Regions from separate parts of the Anas platyrhynchos genome. Here region 1 is linked to region 2. A link is a contact called in public Hi-C data. All regions are on one chromosome and are shown on one strand. Each heading gives the region's core, a stretch centred on a gene start, on an enhancer-like site or on the middle of the called end of the contact. The rest is flanking DNA. Distances are from core to core; before and after follow the strand shown. Region 1 holds the start of E2F5 (E2F transcription factor 5). Region 2 has its middle 25 kb from the start of RBIS.

Evidence for each region. A called contact is a pair of places that touch in the nucleus more often than the background predicts.
Region 1: a Hi-C map of liver shows a contact between it and region 2, with 2.1 times the contacts expected there. The contact joins the promoter of E2F5 here to the enhancer-like site in region 2. A contact is called at or near these places in 3 of 8 Hi-C or Micro-C datasets (liver, skeletal muscle and subcutaneous adipose tissue).

Annotation. Positions count from the first base shown.
Region 1 is chr2:28,116,656-28,122,412 of IASCAAS_PekinDuck_T2T, forward strand. E2F5 (E2F transcription factor 5) reads right to left here and starts at 2,617. Exons shown (of 9, transcript XM_072034482.1): 1 at 2,407-2,617. It overlaps LRRCC1 (leucine rich repeat and coiled-coil centrosomal protein 1), which reads right to left. Exons shown (of 19, transcript XM_027452424.3): 18 at 4,545-4,680; 19 at 3,518-3,849. The coding sequence ends at 3,727. LOC140001846 (a long non-coding RNA gene) reads left to right here and starts at 743. Exons shown (of 4, transcript XR_011807429.1): 1 at 743-1,402.
Region 2 is chr2:28,069,375-28,075,325 of IASCAAS_PekinDuck_T2T, forward strand. No RefSeq gene overlaps it. Among named protein-coding and RNA genes, the nearest start is that of RBIS, 25 kb to the right of the region's middle. Within about 2 kb of position 3,772, at least 1 of the 8 cell types and tissues checked has an H3K27ac peak or open chromatin away from gene starts, as enhancers often do. A contact at or near this core is called in subcutaneous adipose tissue, where this site is marked.

The DNA of each region.
Region 1 (5,757 bases), core at 1,367-3,866, 46 kb after region 2:
GGGCTGTGAGCACCAAGGCAGCACGTTGCTAAGATCCCCAGGGACGAGCCAGCCGGCCAAACACCGCCTTACTCCTCCCTGTATCTCAACAAGATAAGCCAGGGCGATGCCTGCTGCTGCTTCTCCAACACCTATTTGAGGAAGCCCCGAGTCTCCCGCACCGTCCCGCACGGTGCTGCCAGCGCCACGAGGGCATCAGAACCTGCCTCGAAACTTCCCCACCGGCCCCAGCAGCCCGGCGCTCCCCTCACGACCCGAGAAGCGGCGAGGGGGCCCCCGCCCCGCGGCTGTGCCAGCCGAGCACCCGCGACCTCCGCGCACCGAGGGCCCGCCGCGGGGCCCCGGAGCCCCGGCAGCACGGCGCTGCCCGCCCGCCGCGCACCGCTTTGAGGTCCAGCACGCCGTCCTTGGCCTCCTGCAGCAGCGACACGAACTTGGTGGTCAGCAGCCCCAGGCTCTTCTCGTGACGGCTGCTGCTGCCGCCACCACCCGCCTCGGCCGCCGCGGCCATGCCGCCAGCCCGCCCGCCCGCGGGGCCGCGCCACGTGTGGCCGCCGCCGCAACAGCCCGAGCCCGGAACGGAGCCGGCCCGGGGGCTGCGGCGGGAGGGGCGGCGCCGCAGGAAGTGACGGGGCCGCCGTTGCCTGGACACCGGCGTGGTGGGGCCCGCGGGGCGGCCCGGCACCGGGACGGGGCCTTTGGGGGGGTGTGTGGGGGCCTGACGAGGGGTCCCCCCCCCCCCCCCCGTACCACGGCTTGTCCGCGGCGAGGCGGGGCCTCTTGGGTTGGGTGTGGGCGCCGGAGCTGCGTCCGTAGTGAACGCGGAGTGCCCCTGCCCCGGCTGCTGCCGGATGGGGGTCGAGGGGCTGGAGCAATTCTTCTAGAGGGAAAGGCTGAGGGAGACGGGGGTGGCCCGCCTGGGGAAGAGAAGCTCCGGGGAGACCTCCTTCAGGCCCTTCAGTACTTAAAGGGGCTTGTAAAAAGATGGGGAGCGACTCTTTGCTCAGTCAGATAACGACAGGACAAGGGGAAATGGTTTTAAACTATAAGAGGGGAGATTTAGATTAGAGGTTAGGGGAAATTCTTCACTGTGGGGGTGGTGAGGCACTGGCCCAGGTTGCCCAGACACGTTGTAGATGCCCCATCCCTGGAGGTGCTCAAAGCCAGGTTGGATGAGGTCCTGGGCAATCTGGTCCAATGGGTGGTATCCACCCATGGCAGGGGGGGTTGGAACTGGGTGATGTTTAAGGTCCCTTTTAACCTGAGCTGTCATATGATTCTAGCAGCTGAGAAACTTTGCTTGAAGCCCTTCACAACCAGCACAGCACCTGTAGCCCCCAAAAAACAGCAGCCCTCCCTGGCTCTCAGACCCCAGCTCAGCCCTAGCTGCTGGAGCACGCAGGTGAGACAAGACACAGGGCACAGTGATGCTCCAAACAAAGGCACGGCCAGTAGGGGATGCTTACCTTGTCCCTCACACTGGCATCTGACTATGTGTGTCAGGAGTCTCCATTCAGATAAACGTTTTTCTCTACATTGTTATGTTAAAAGTAGAGAAGCTTTAGAATTCCTACACTGTGGATTTTAGAGAAGCACTGCAAGAAGGAAGTAGTATTGGAAAAGACCAAAAAAAAAAAAAAAAAAAGAGGGAAGCAATGCCAGAGGGAGAATTAGACCCATGAAAACCAAACAATACAAACACTACCACAGCACGTACATACCCAGGTGCTACGGTATGAGATTTCTGAGCCAAGAACAAAGAACAATAAGAGTTATGGTGAAAAGCAGTAGCTCCTCCCTGTGACAAAATCAGGAAATAATTTCAGAATTAAAAGTTTTGGAGGGAAAAAATCTGAAGCTGACATTAATAAATCAAATCAGGGTACAAAGTTCTTTTACCTTGCTGGTACATCCCCCGTATTCAATTATTTCACTTGAAGTGTAACCTTGTCAGATAGTAAGAAAAACGCCCAAAGAAACACATAAAAGTCGTAACAGAAAATGCTCTGAAGTGCTCCGTGAGTACTGCAACCTTTCTATGTGACATTCATGTAACTGTTATAGAAAGTTTTCCAGATTAGTATTTTTTCACATAACGTGGCTTCTGAAGAAGCCCGTGTGCAGAGCACAAGTTAAGAATGAGAAGACATTTTCTTCTGCGTTTAGGTAGCATTGAGATACTATCATCAGGGAATCAAGAGATTATTGTGATAGTAGGCAACAAATAAATTAAACTAATTTTAAACTTTACAGCAAGATTTACTAGACTGACACACAATTGCATTAGCTCTTGCCCCTTGCTGTTACCCCATGTATTCATTACTACATATTATCAGTTATTACATAGATTCAAAGAAGTCAGCCCTTTATCATTACACTTATACATTAGCTGGGAAAGTACGTTACCAGAGAGCGGATGACCCATTGTAAGTACTGATGTCTCTGCTCCTTGCTGGTCTCAGTGGCCAGATGCAGGAACCCTTGAATGCAAGGAACCAGCACCAAAGCGGGTGTCTTCTTTCTGCCCCCTCCCAGAAGCCTAGGATATTCCTCTTTTATAAGGCAGTACACAATGTCTGAACAATTCCCAGCCCTTGACCTCCACCTTTTTTTTTTTTTTCTTCACTGCAGATTCCTTTCTTAAAGCAAAAGCAGTCTTTTCCCACCTCCCAAGGTTGTGCTTTTTAAAAGATAGCAGCAGCTGTGAGTTACTTGTGGTGCTGCAGCCTCTGCTTCAGCTTCTGCCCATATTTTCAAGGCCTCTGCTACCATCCCATGCTTAAGCTGTTCCTCGTAACAAGAGGCAGGTGTTCCAGCCTCTGCTTCATACGGCAAGTTCTCATAACAAGTTGGTAACAAGCCCAACAGGCCTTGCACAATTAACCAAAGGTCTGTGGCCTGTCATTAGCATTATTTATTTATTTTTTTTAAATTACCTATACAACATTACAGTGCACATGTGGGGGTTCAGAACAAGCTGATACTGAAATCAGGTTAGTAGCGTCTGTTGTCACTTGTGCTATCTGACCCTGCTTTAACTACTGTGAGATGCAAGGTGGGAAGAAATAGCTCCACCTGGTGTACCAACAAATATGACATTATAATTACTACCACAGCACTAAGTACTTCCAGTGATAGTGCAGTAAAATTAACATTTAGGGGCTTCTGAGCCCCTAAGTGAAATAGATGAAGATGTTGAAGTCTCTATCATGTAAATGTTAGAACAGTCATATTAGCATAAGGCTTATGAGTTGTTTCCATAAAGCCTGGTTAGAAGCCACTTGCTGCAACGAGGGCAGATTAAACATTTTCAGGTAAATTATTGGATCTCTTATTACAAGAATCTCCATTCAGATGAAGGAAACCTTAAAGCTTGTCTTCATATACTTTTGTATTCTTGCATCTAGAAAATCTCGTTTTTACATTCTTTTATTAAGAACATTAATGCCTCATTCATATGATGATGTCAGTAATAGATTGATTCTGATCTAATTTCACAGAATAGTAAAAAATAACCAAAGGTTAGAAAAAATATTTATTATGAAAACACTATATAAATATTTGTCTGATTCTCAAACCTTCAAAATTCTTCACAAAGACTTATTCTCTGGAAGCACTTCAAAGCAAACAAGGAAAAAAGTGCACTGTAGTGCATTTGTTTAAATTAATACATACACTAAAAAGTGTATTAATGAAGGACAACTCTCAAATATAAGGCATAAAGCTTCAAAGATCCTGTTGAATGTCGCTCAGAGCAGATGTAATTCGTCTGATTTTATTTTCCATGGCTTTTTTATTGTTTGCCATTTCCTGTAGAAGCTGACGCATTTCTTCTTCGACACAGTAAACCTGAAAGCATATACAGATCAAATATAATTCTTGCTTATCCTTAATACACCAATGAACATATAATCTTGCCAATTTTTAACGCTGATAAGAAATGGAGGAGTTCCATGCTTATGGAACTTAAAAAACTTGTTTTAAACTTTATATTACGGAAAGGAAAAAATATATTTAACAGTAGTAGTAGTCATAAATAAGTATTTTCTTAAGGAGCTAGATAAAACACCACCAATAAAGACATGACAGGACAAAAATCTCTGAATCAGAAAAAGTCGATGGCATATGGTATCAGACAGTTAAATAAGTATAGCAATTTTGCCAGTAAGCAAAATTTGCAATAGCAGAATTTTGTTTAAAAACGTATTAATTTACTAAGAGATTGCTAGTAATGTATCAAAACTAAAATATCTACTTGTGTAGAAAAAGTACCAGTCTGTCACATCTAGAAAGAATGCAATATATAGCAAGAGAAACAACTGTTAACACAGGCATGGGTGAGTTAAATGGAGTATCTGGTATAATAAACATTCCTTATCTATACAGGCAAAAATAATAGTAGGGTATTGATTAGTAACAGTGACGCAGTGTACAACTTTTCTTGAACACAGAACCCCATGACAGTACAGTTCTAGGTATTCTCTTAGTGTGCAAAGAAGGATAAAATACAAGTAGAATAAACATTTATCTAGTATCAAAATTACTTTTTCATTTGCTGCTTCAATTTGTTTTTGCTTTTCATTTGCCAGCTGCACTAGTTCTGCCTCATGAGCTGCCAACACTGACTCAAGTTGTTTTCTAAAAGCATCATCCATTTCATGAAGCTTTTCCATAGCAATCCTAAAAAATAAAGAAAGGTACACTCTTAAAAACAACCAAAAATATTAAGTATTTCGCTTTGTCTAATTCTTCGTTTCATTAAGGATTTACCAACACAGGAACAGAGACAGTTATTTCAATATCTGACTTCAGAAGTTATCTTGTTTTCTCCAGTGCATGCTCTAGTTTCATGCACCATATTTAGGGCTTCTGGCATTCTGCTTAACAGAAGCAGTTAATCACCATTAGCTGAAACATTTAATCACTAGCAACAATGCAAAAATTCAGACTTGCTACTGCCAACTAAGAGCTCCATATGTTTTCAAATATATTGGCTTATCATACTTTTGCTTCCTGAGAAAAAAATGACTAGACTATGAGATCCTGTAGACTGCCTGCAGGCTTGAGTTTCACACAAACAAAATAGTATCTACTTCACTGCCACTCCTTCACATTTCCTTGATTCCAAGCAATTTGTGCTTTTAGGCGATAATTCTAAAATATGCAGTAACAAAGCAAAGCAACTTATTCCACTACAGAATTACTTTACACCAAATTTTTGAAACAAAATAATTATTTTGGATTAAATTTCAGTTTCATGACTGATTTTGCAACCATTCCAAAAGTGTAACCATTTGCAACCATTTCTTCAGGTGTAGTTGCTGTTTTTTTTGTTTTGTTTTTAAATCAGACTTGACTATCAAGGTATTTTCTTTGATTTATTAATCAGATGACCTTTCTTAATTAATGAAAGAGTGATTAATAAAAGCATTTAATTTAAAAAGCAAAATACCTTAGTCATCCTAGGCCATTCCTTTAGTAAAATGTGGTTATTTCTGCTAGATAAATTTGCAGTCTTACTAATTAGCTAGTCTTCTCTTAAGAATAGTTGAGAAGAAGGAAAACAAGAGAAAGGGGGCTAAAGTACAAATCCTACTACCAATCTAAGCTTATCACAGGCAGTGTTCTACCATATTTCTCCATAACGCCAGAAGTCAAGCAACTGAGCATCACCTACATCCTAGGTCATTTTCTGGGGTATGGATATTGGTTTCCAGACTGTTACAGACTGTGAGCCTGTGCCTCAAGTGCATGATG
Region 2 (5,951 bases), core at 2,522-5,021:
CTAGTTTTCCCTGGTATGAACATTGCTGACCTATCCTCTGATCCCTTAGCCTTCCTTCCAAGTATTTGTTGTATGTGTATTTCTTTCTTCAAGTGACATTTTAACTCATTCAAGCATATTTGATTGATGAGAGGGAGGTGAAGAACAGATGTTTGGCTCAAGCAGTTGAAGACCAGACACTTATGTACAGGAGATCAAGCTATAGGCCAGTCTGAAATCTCATTTCTGTAATAGTACAAGTTGTGAAAAGAACATAGACTGAATTCAAATAAATGCTTCAATATAACAACACTGTAAGTATAAAATAGTAAATATTAAAACCTAATTGTGGTCAAGGCCATGACATACACAGTATCTATATTCATGTTCTGTAGATCTCCAAGAATAGTGGGATCCAATTACTCCAATGGCGTGGTTAGACAAATGATAAGATTGAGCAACTACCAAACCATTGTTCCCAAAGGTTATGCTTTGAAATCTGTAAGCATAACAAAAGAAGTGACCCATATTGCTACAGGGATAGAGCTACCATTAAGTAGGAGATTTCTTAGGTAGTCAGTATATCATGGAAATTAAAACCTGGTTTTTAAATGTCTAAACAAGGAGTTAAGTACTAGTTTGAAAATACTGACTTGATGTGACTACTGCAAAGCTACAAAGAAAAATGGTGTGATGTTAGGAAGAGAACAGGGCTTCTGCTTAGAGCTCCCATGCTGGAGGTGGCTCAGCCTCCTAGATCAGACCTACCATTAAAACACAGCTTTCCAAAAACAGCTTTCCAAAAACACCTTCCATCGCTCTTCATGAGACAAATATATGATCTGCCCCTGACCTGAAGTCATGTCTTACACATCCAGGTTTCCAGGCTTTCTATGAACAGGAAGGCTCCCTCTTTCCTCATAGACAAAGAAGAGGGTAACCAATTTGTAATTGCTCTCATCTTCCTTAATCTCACCCACACACTTTGACTGCAGGCTTTGACTGCAGGACCATCTGGTTTTAGTCTGACTGCACACCTAATGAAGATGGTGGCTGTTCGTATAGTTAAATCAACACTCATTTATGTGCTGGCTTTTGTGACACAAAAGTCACAAAAACTTTAAATTTCTGCTGAAAGACAACAGACTTATAAGCAGAACAAGCATTAACAGAAATTTCACAAGTAAGGAGAAGCACAAGAAAGACTTACAACAGGATTTTGAAGATGCATTTTGGCACCTAAAATGAAACCTGGGCTGACTGTTGGTGGCTAAATCCAGTAAGAATTCCAAAAAGCGTATGCCTGCCTGCCTCTCTCATTTACGAGACTGGAATGTGCTGGAATGCTGTGTGCAGTGGTGCCCATGAAGCAGCCAGCTGACAGAGAGTTAAATATCCAGACTGAGTGGGGACAAGTTGTCACACAGGTACTCCACGAGGACTCAGAAAAGAAAGAGGCCACTGGTTAAGTCCCAAGTGGCAGAGCTGTGCAGGGCACTCATAACAAACACCACAAATGTTAGTCATGCCCCTTCATATGAGCAACTAGAGAGGGACATGATTTGGCCATGGGACATGGTTCCCGGCCATTGCTAGGAAGCTCCTCAGCACAGTTTTGGAAAATGTCAGCTACAGCACTCTGTGAGAGAGCCCAGATGTGGTGGAGTCAAGGTTCCCAATAGACCATACAGAGGAAGATACCCAGGAAATTTCATCTGCACATGCCTTTTTTTCCAGGACCAGAAAATGGGCCCTAGTCTTTATTTAACATGATAGGCATAGCTGTTAAGTTCTGCTGCGAAAAACAGCAGACATGCTTGATTTTTTCTCTGGAGGCTTTGAAGGAGTCCATCAGGAGGCATCTGCTACACTGCTTTCAACTTGAACACTTCACTTCTGTAACTGGATAGTATTTACATCGTGGGTGTGATATTGTTCCTCTCTGTAAACCCAGAAAATAAAATAAAAGTGATGTCAACAATAATATAGAAAAAACAAAACAAAACAAAACAAAAACATTTTAGCTATCTAGCCATTGATTTGGTTAGTGGTTTTAAAGTTTGGCTGGATAGCTTTCCCCCTGAGAAACAAGAAAGGTAACACTCACTGCCAATAAGAAGCATTAGCTAATGTTTGTACAGTGCCTACCAACGAAAGAGTGCTAAGTACTAGGAGTGAAGCACATCTCAGCACTCAAAGATCTGCATGTTAAATAGTTGACCCGGTGCCCAGACTGGGATGACTACTGACTCCAAAGAGGCTGGAGATAGCCTTAAGCCCTAAGAGAAAAGAAGCCTAGTGCATCTGTACAAGCAACACCATGTAAAACACAAATAAGCAGCAATAAATACTTTCCATAAAAATATGTGGATCTTTCTTTATTTTGATACAAAGAAGTTCAGACAGTCACATTTTCTTCTTGCATCAATTACCATATGCAGAATACATGAGAAAATTCTTGTGTTTAATCTTTGATCTTTCTTAATTTTCAACGAGTTTTAGCAGGAGCTTAGTGCAAGCAACTCCACAACATACAGGGAATTACTTTGTCATAAACTACAAACAAACATCTCCAAACACACTGTCATGATGCAACACACCCTCACTAGTCACTAGGGAAAAATGAAGCACAATCTTGAGGCCTCTACATTATTTAAGCAATATCACACACATGCAGTGGGTATTCTCGAGTGCTGTTCAGCTCCGATATCTTGGGTGTTCCCACTCTGCTATTAGGTGGTCATGTTGCAGGGCTAGATTACTAGATTACTTCCTGATTGCAGTAATGCAGAGATGGGGCTATGTAAGTTGTATATACCCTCCACACACTGCCACCGAAAATGAAACACAGATCAGTGGTGAAAATGCCAGTTATCCAATAAATAATAATGATAATAACACCCCAGAAAGGAACAATTGTTTATTGTCCTGTCCATGCCTACAGCTTCCATCTTTCCGTAACCATACAGATCTATTTCCAGCTAATCCTCATTTGAGGTTTACTTATAGGAACTAAGAAGCATGCCCAGGGCTCTAAAAGTGGTGCTTACATGTCTCATAAATGGGGGAGACAGGTTGGCACGTGCTTTCTGGAATTTCAGAGAATGAGGTGGGAGCTGTGCCACAGCTGAAGGTAGCACCACAGTTTACCTGAATCAGAAAACTGAACCAGAAGCTTTTTTTAAATAGCTGGCCAGATTTTCTAAATGAACTGTCATTGGTACAATTGCAAACAAAATCTGTGCAGGGATAATCATCTGCGCTCATTTGTATTTCCTGCATGTGTTTGTCCTTGCACGGAGCTTGCCCCTAGAGCCGCGGCCGCAGTGTCACCTTCTGCCCACATTCTGCCCAGCTGCTTTGGTTGCCACTGCCCAACCAAGTCAAGTCATGGTGGGCCTACAGAGCTGGCTTGGTAGTGTTGACCTGTCCAGATAAATTATATAAATACACTTATTTTGATGCCTGGGAAAATAAAATCCAGCTAGAAGGAAACACACAAAAACTTGATCATATAGTGGCTGTTTCTGGAGTACAGCGTGAGGCATATGTGGCACTATGCAGTGGTAAATGCTTATGAGGAACAAGTGAGCATTTAAGTACAGTTTCACCCAAATATGATCCTTTAAATCTACATGGTGCTTTTGGTTACATCTGAAAGTCATCGTTTAGTTTTTATATAATCTTTTTCCCTTTTGCGAACGGAAATAAGCCCCAAACTCCGCAAGGTACTGACACTCCCCTCCTGCCCGCAGGCCATGCCTGGAGGCCGCAGGGCGCTACTGGGGCTGCAGTGCCCACGGACACCTGGCAGCCAGGCCAACGCTTTATTCACAGTGACACCTATCGGCAAGAGCAATCTGCAAAGCAGATCTTTCCCTGAAGAGTATTTTTGGTGGTCATGCTCCTCCCGTCTTCAGCGTTTTTCTTCTCCTTCAGGGCTCCCCACTCAGATGTTCACATTCAGCTCAACATTTTACACTATTGAATATAATTTAGTCTATATTGGTATTTTCAAACCCAATACCTGTTTCCTCAATTAATCATCCGTCTATTTCCAGAGCACATGTCAAAACTGAGTGTTTATTTTTGTTTGTTTGTTTGTTTGTTTGTTTTTGTTTTGTTTTGTTTTGTTTTGTTTTGTTTTGTTTTGTTTTGTTTTGTTTTGTTTTGTTTTTAACATTGGCACTGTTTGCCGGTACATGAGAGTGCTGGACATCCCCAGTGTTCAGGAGACACAGCTTCTGTGGAGGTAGCATAGCATCAACACTGTGCATTTTTCATTCTTACATACTTGCTTGTTGAATGTAGCTGTCCTGATACTCTCCACAAGCAACACCGAAGCCTCTCTAGGCAGAAATCTAGAAATCTACTTAAATGTAGATTTCAAGAGGCTGATGCGATCCAGTTTCAGCTCAACGCCATAACACTCAACAGAAGCTGCTCTGTTCTAGAGTCATAGAACTCTTCCTATAGGGTTTCTGTGTCGATACACATGTAACATGTATATATTATATAAAGTATATATAGATAAGTGTATATACAGAGAGAACATATATCGTTCAGTATTCTTTCTAAACATTTTAGAAACTATATTTAGGAACAGTAATTACATTAATACCATCAGGCAGTGCATACAGATGAGACCATTTCAAGAGTTTGCTGAGCATACTTGCTGAAAATACCACACACCATGTTACAGCAACTCAAAAATTATTAACAGTTTTACTTTGATTTTGCCATACACAGCCATTACTATGTTTCAGTCAGTTCAAAACTAATTCAAATAAGTTTGCTGCAGCACATATTCAGGAAACGTTTTGTTCTGGGTTTTGCTTCTGTGGTTTGTCAGATCAAGTTTCTATGGACTAGTTTTGAAGATGAGCTAAACTATTTTGAAATGTTGAAATCATTTTTGGGGGCATCAGGCTAGAAGTTCTTTGGCTAGTCTGTGCAAACATTTTTAACAGACTTCAATATAGAATCTGTTGTTGAATAGCGTGGTACTACAACTCTTGTACAGTTAGTTTGATGTCACAATACCAGTAAGAAATTGTTCTTGGTTATATTTGCAATCAAACAGGTAACAGAAATACTATTTCAAACATCTTCAGCAATTTCTTGGATTCTGCAGACCTGGGGACACAGCATTCTTTTGATTATCCATACCTGGGTCTTTTTTTTTTTTGGTATAACAATGGGAATTTTAAAACAATTTTGAAACATAAGTTTGTATGCTTATACCATTAGTGATTTCCAGGTAAATGTTTTACTCATGAAATCAAAAATACATAAGAAGCTGGAGTTTGAATAGGACAAAAGGAAAACAGAAATCAAAAACCAGGCTCTCTGAAAAAAAATAAAAATGTTTTGATCAGCAAGGATACTGTAGTGCCTTGTTTTCCTCAAAAAGGCCAAAGTTGTTTTGTTTTGTTTTTAATTTAATTGAGAACACATTTCAGTCTGTTTATGCAATTGTAAACAAGAGAAAAATAAAAAGCAAAATGTTGGCGTGATGCTTTATTCAAAATATTTTCAAATCAGAGACACAGTAAAAAATCTAAATCAGATCTTCACAAAAAGCGCATTTCATCTTTTTGTTCCATGTGACCCATATGATTTACATTTGAAAAACGGAAATGTCAGGATCGTTTCTGAATTATTCAAATGTATCTACACAAGCATGTGGGTGAAATTTGATAAAATAGAATTGACACAGTAATTGTCTCTGCAGCATGTCAATTCTGTTATGTGGAAGCAGAGAATCTTCTTTTTCCTAAGAGAGTCAGGCACACTCCTTTCAGAGAAGTCTACTGTCTCCAAACTCTGCTGCACAAATGAAGTCAACAAAGATCACATATGGAAATGGTTCACCACAGTGAAACCTTTTACTCTGCATGAATGATGGTGAGGCTGATGGAAATTGGAAACACAATACTAATTTAGAAACGTTTTATTTATGCACTGCAGTG